2 separate regions of the Sus scrofa genome follow, and region 1 is linked to region 2. Evidence: chromatin contacts called from public HiChIP or PLAC-seq data. All regions are on one chromosome and are shown on one strand. Each heading gives the region's core, a stretch centred on a gene start, on an enhancer-like site or on the middle of the called end of the contact. The rest is flanking DNA. Distances are from core to core; before and after follow the strand shown.

The links. HiChIP or PLAC-seq counts read pairs in DNA pulled down with a chosen protein or histone mark.
Region 1: a contact with region 2 is called in an H3K27ac HiChIP or PLAC-seq map of alveolar macrophages. The contact joins two enhancer-like sites. A contact is called at or near these places in 1 of 47 Hi-C or Micro-C datasets (embryonic fibroblasts) and 1 of 2 datasets of contacts at active chromatin or transcription factors (alveolar macrophages).

What each region holds. Positions count from the first base shown.
Region 1 is chr1:98,507,151-98,509,850 of Sscrofa11.1, reverse strand. No RefSeq gene overlaps it. Among named protein-coding and RNA genes, the nearest start is that of SMAD7, 34 kb to the left of the region's middle. Within about 2 kb of position 1,415, at least 10 of the 83 cell types and tissues checked have an H3K27ac peak or open chromatin away from gene starts, as enhancers often do. A contact at or near this core is called in alveolar macrophages, where this site is marked.
Region 2 is chr1:98,337,982-98,340,681 of Sscrofa11.1, reverse strand. All of the region lies in intron 7 of CTIF (CBP80/20-dependent translation initiation factor), which reads right to left. Among named protein-coding and RNA genes, the nearest start is that of TRNAD-GUC, 110 kb to the right of the region's middle. Within about 2 kb of position 1,286, at least 2 of the 83 cell types and tissues checked have an H3K27ac peak or open chromatin away from gene starts, as enhancers often do. A contact at or near this core is called in alveolar macrophages, where this site is marked.

The sequences.
Region 1 (2,700 bases), core at 166-2,665, 170 kb before region 2:
TGTTCCAGGTGCCCTTTCAGCATCTGCCTCTGCCAGCCTCACCCTTTAACACACACATACTCACGCAGACACGCAGACACACAATACATACATATATAGACCCACACATACACACGCATAACACACATGCAGACACACAATACACACATACACCCCATAACATACACACGCACACACATATACAGACACACACACACGATACATAAACATGCATGCATATAACACAAAGCGGTCATACACATACACACATATACAGAATACATACATAACACACACACAACAAACATACATGTATGCACATAACACACATGCAAACACACACACATAACACACACATATACACCCATAACATACACATGCAGACACAACATGCACACATATAACACACATGCACAACACATATGCATATACACATATAACACAAAGCAGGCACACACCTATACATACTTAAACAGAATACATACATAACACATACACACATAACACACGTGTGCACACACACACACATCCCCTCTGTCCCGGGCAGGCAGAGTGACTTGCAGTTCTTTAAACATACTTTGTTTACGTGCCTCTGAGCAAGTACTATCCAGTCCCTTCTTCATTTGGGTTGTCCCACCCTTCAGGATGCAGCTCAGACCACACTTCCTCCAGGAAGCCTCCTTCTTACAAATTTCTGCTCTAAAGAGACATCAGTGGTGTAAGAGCCTCTCTCCCCCACTGAACAGTAAGCTTTTGGCACTCTGGGGTCTCAGCTGGGACCTCTCTGAGGATCCACTGCCCTAACAATTTCTGGCACAAGGCTTGTCCCCGTGAGGGAGGGAGAGCCAGAACTGTGGGCTTAGTTTGGGATGGAAATAATGATACTAATAGCCAGACTGATTGTGTTGTGACTATGTGGTAAGCAGAGTTCCAAGCATTTTACATTGGGATTATCTGCTATAATCCTTATAACCATCCTATAAGCAGATACCGGTCTCATGAGCCCCATTCTACAGATGAATAAACTGAGGTTAAGGAGTGGCCCAAGGTCCCCTGGCTGGTAAGTGGTAGCATCGGATTTCATCACCTCTGTACTATCTCATCTCTACGGGCAGGCCTGGGTCAAGGGTGACGGAGTTGGACATACGTTTTCCCTAAAACAAGTTCTGGTCTGAAAAGATCAAGCCGATCTGATTGCCAATGGAAACACCACCCGACGTTTGTACAGATTTGTGTGTACCACGCTGGATTTTCCTGGTGTGTGCGCCCTCGGCCTGCACTGTGGCACCAGGCAGGCAGGCTTGGCCGGTCCCGGAAGAGCAGACCCTCTCCAGGTGACTGATCTGCCCAGGACACCCACGTACAGCCTGAGGGGGCAGAGGATGGAACTGCACCCAAGCCCACAGCAAACAGAATTCCTGACAATTAGGCCCCCACGCTCAGCCTCCAGAGGAGCTTCCAGCCGTCTGCGTGTAGTCACTGCAGCTATGCTGGAGGCACAGCCCTAGACGGTGACCCAACGCGTGCCGGGCTGGTGGGTGGGGGTCTGACTCAGGGGATGTGACTCAGGGTCCTGTGTTTTGGAGTCAGAGAGACCGAGGTTTGAGTGCTCGCTTGGGTAAGTCACTTAAGCTCTCTGAACCTCAATTTCTGAAACATAAAGTGGGCCTTATGCCTGCATGGTGGGGCCAGGAGGGGGATTGGGGGGAATGCACTGAAGAGCTAGCTGTGGGCTCATTAGGCTGAACCAGGAGGGACTCCTCATATCTGACTGTTCGTTGTTGTTTCGTTTTTCCTTTTTCTTTTTACGGCCCCACCTGCAGCATATGGAGGTTCCCAGGCTAGGGGTCAAATTGGAGTTGCAGCTGCTGGCCTATACCACAGCCACAGCAATGCCAGATCTGAGCCGCATCTGCAACCTGCACCGCAGCTTGTGGCAACACAGGAGGCCAGGGATAAAACCTGCATCCTCATGGATACTAGTTGGGTTCTTAACTTGCTGAGCCACAACGGGAAGTCCTATCTGTTTTGACCTACAAAAAACTCCATGGCACTTAATCTACTAGCTGTTCAATTCAAGGCAGTGGCGTAGAGGGGTCCCCAACCCTCTTTTTCACCTGGAGCCATAGGCAGGGGCTGTGCAGCAAGGGGGCTGAGAGAAGACAATCGACTAAGCCAATTAGCAGTATGTGTGTGTGTGGGGGGTCAATATTGGGGTGCTTCCTTGCTGCTCAGAGTGTCAACAAACTGCCCAGGCCAGGCCAGGCCAGGCCAGAGCGAGAAGTGAAGGCTGGTGGGAGCCAGGGCAGGTGGTCTGGGGTGGCCCAACCCCGGGAGGGGAAGGAGGTGGCGTGGGCCCGGGTGGTGCCCATGAGCAGAGCTACCTGCATAGTCCCAGGTTTTCCTGGTGCTGGAGCCACAGGCCCGAGTTGCCAGCTCAGGAGTTTTCCCCAACCAGAAGTGCCCCTCGCCTTCTGAAAGAAATGATTTTCTAAAAATGGAGTCCTGCCTGTCCCCCAGCTGCAATTAATCTAGCAAACACAAAGTGGCTGCTGGAGGAAGCCCTGGGTGAGTTTGCACCAGTGGAAGCACTTTGATTAATTCAGGAACAGTTCACTGACTGGAGGGTAGGGGGTGGGTGAGGGCATGTAGCCTGGGTGCCAGGCTGGGCTCGCTGTGGGGCCTATTTGGTGCCCAGTGGAGCCCCAGAGACTAGGGAGC
Region 2 (2,700 bases), core at 37-2,536:
TTAGCTATGGAGACCTCCTATCCCTAACCTGCCCGTTTTGCAATCAGCGCCTCCTCCACAAAGCCCTACTGGGTCTAGCAGCACCCGCCCCCCAGGAGTGCCACCTGAAGATGCAGCATGATTTGGTGACAGATTGGAAATCGGACACACCTGGGTTCACATTCTGGTTTTGTCCCAGTCTGCTGCCTAATCTTTCTACCCCTCAGGGGTTTTATTCATCAAATGAACCTACAAATGGAAACCAGGTGAGTGGGGAGCTAAGAGGGATGATGACCACAGGGCTGGGTGATAAATCTTGCCCCCTCACCCCTCTGCCCTGGGTATCCAGGTAAAGGAATGACGGCTCCATTATGGAAAGTGGAGGAGCCCAGGGCAGTCTCTGGGGGAGACGGGGGACACTGCTGGCTGCCGGCTACCGGCCCGCCTTACTCCATCAGCCATCACAACCCAGCCACCCTCCAGGGACTGCCTCCTCCCTCACAACTTCATTACTGACAGGTTTGCTCTGTCCCTAAAGGGTCGTTTTTTCCATCCTGGGAAGGAGAGGAAATGTAAAATGGAGTTAGCTGGACTAGGGCCTCCCTCGGGCCACATTTTTCAGCCAGGGCTGGTGGAACTGACAAGTCCAATATGCAGCTTCATACACATCACGGACCCCAACCCTGGCCCTGCAGTCTCGGGACATGGACACACAGCAGATGGGTTCTCTGGCTAGAATCTTCCCAAGAGCAAGGAGACTGTAGTGCAGTCTTTAATACAAAGGCGCTGGTAGCCTTTGTATTAAACACTCACCAGCCAGGATTCAGTGTATAAACATATTCAGGGACATTCAGACAGGTGATGATAAGTTACTCTTCCTAGCTCCTAAATGCAGAGTCCTGAAGCTTGGAGTAGTTAAGTTTAAAAATCAGGAGTTCCTGCTGTGGCCTAACAGGATGGGCAGCGTCTCTGAAGTGCTGGGATGCAGGTTTGATCCCTGCCTGGCCCAGCACAGTGGGTTAAGGATCTGGCGTTGCCACCACTGCAGTGTAGGTCACAACAATGGCTCGGATCTGATCCCTAGCCTGGGAACTCCACAGGCCTTGGGGCAGCCAAAAAAAAAAAAAAAAAAAAAAAAAAAAGAAAAATAACTAGTAAACTTAGAAGGAATGGTGGAATTAGAAAATCATTTGGCAACTGCCCTGATAATAATTGTTTTAAGCAAGAATCGTCAGTGGAGGCTAATGGGTGAAAGTTTGAGGAAGAACAGAATATTGGCATAGTCTCAAAGGCTCTCCCCACAAACTATTTCTTAATTGCAAAGGGAAAAGTTGTAATTTTACAGTGGAGAAACTTGGCAGACGTGGCCCTAACCAAGTAATCAAAGTCAACATTACCCATCCTGGGATGAAGGAACAGTATGCATGTTCTGATACGGTCACTAAGAAGGCAACCACATGATCCAGCAATCGCAATCCTGGGCATATATCTGGACAAAACCTTCCTTGAAAAAGATACATGTACCCGTATGTTCACTACAGCACTACTCACAAGAGCCAAGACATGGAAACAACCTAAATGTCCATTGACAGATGAATGGATTAAGAAGATGTGGTATATATACACAATGGAATACTGCTCAGCCATAAAAAGAACAAAATAATGCCATTTGCAGCAACATGGATGGAACTAGAGACTCTCGTACTAAGAGAAGTAAGTCAGAAAGACAATTACCATATGATATCACTTATATCTGGAATCTAATACACCACACAAATGAACCTTTCCACAGAAAAGAAACAAACTCATGGACATAGAGAAGAGACTTGTGGTTGCTGGGGGGAGGGGAAGGGAGTGGGATGGACTAGGAGTTTGGGGTTAGTAGATGCAAACTACTGCTTTTGGAGTGGATCAGCAATGAGATCCTGCTGGATAGCACAGAGAACTATATCTAATCACTTGTGATGGAACATGATGGAGGATAATGTGAGAAAAAGAATACACACACACACACACGTATAACTGGGTCACTTTGCTATACAACAGAAGTTGACCAAACACTGTAAATCAACTATAATCAAAATTTTTTAAATGAATAAAATAAAACCATCTTAGGGAAAAAAACCCATAAAAACACAACATGCCCCCAGGCCACAGAACTTGAGTCTATATATTGTGAGAAAATATCAGAGAAACCCAAATGAGGGACTGTCTACAAAAACAAGTCATTCTTATAAAAAGTCAGTGTCATAAAATATAAAGACTTGGGACTGTCCCCAGATTAAAAGGAACTAAAGGGATGTGACAACGGAATGTAAGCCATGCTCTAGGATCACTGAAGAGAGATGGGTAGGGACTGTGGGGCGTTGAGAACGGTACTGTATCAGTGTTAGTTTCTTGACTTTGATCCTTGTACCCTGGCAATGCAAGAGAAATATCTTTATAAAGAAACACAGTGTGAAGAATTTAGCAGTAAAAAGGCACCCTTTTGGCAACTCACTCTCACTCAGATCAGAAAAAAAATGTATGTGAGAGAGAGAGAGAAAGATAAAGCAAATGTGGTAAAATGTTAATAGCTGAGGAATCAGGGGGAAGAATATAGGGAGAGTCTTTGTCCTATTTCCGGCAGCTTTTCTGGGAGTCTAAGATTTTGTTGAAATCAAAAAGGTTTTATTAGAAAAATGAGTAGGTTCTGGTTAGAAGGGAAGAAGTAGAGAGGGC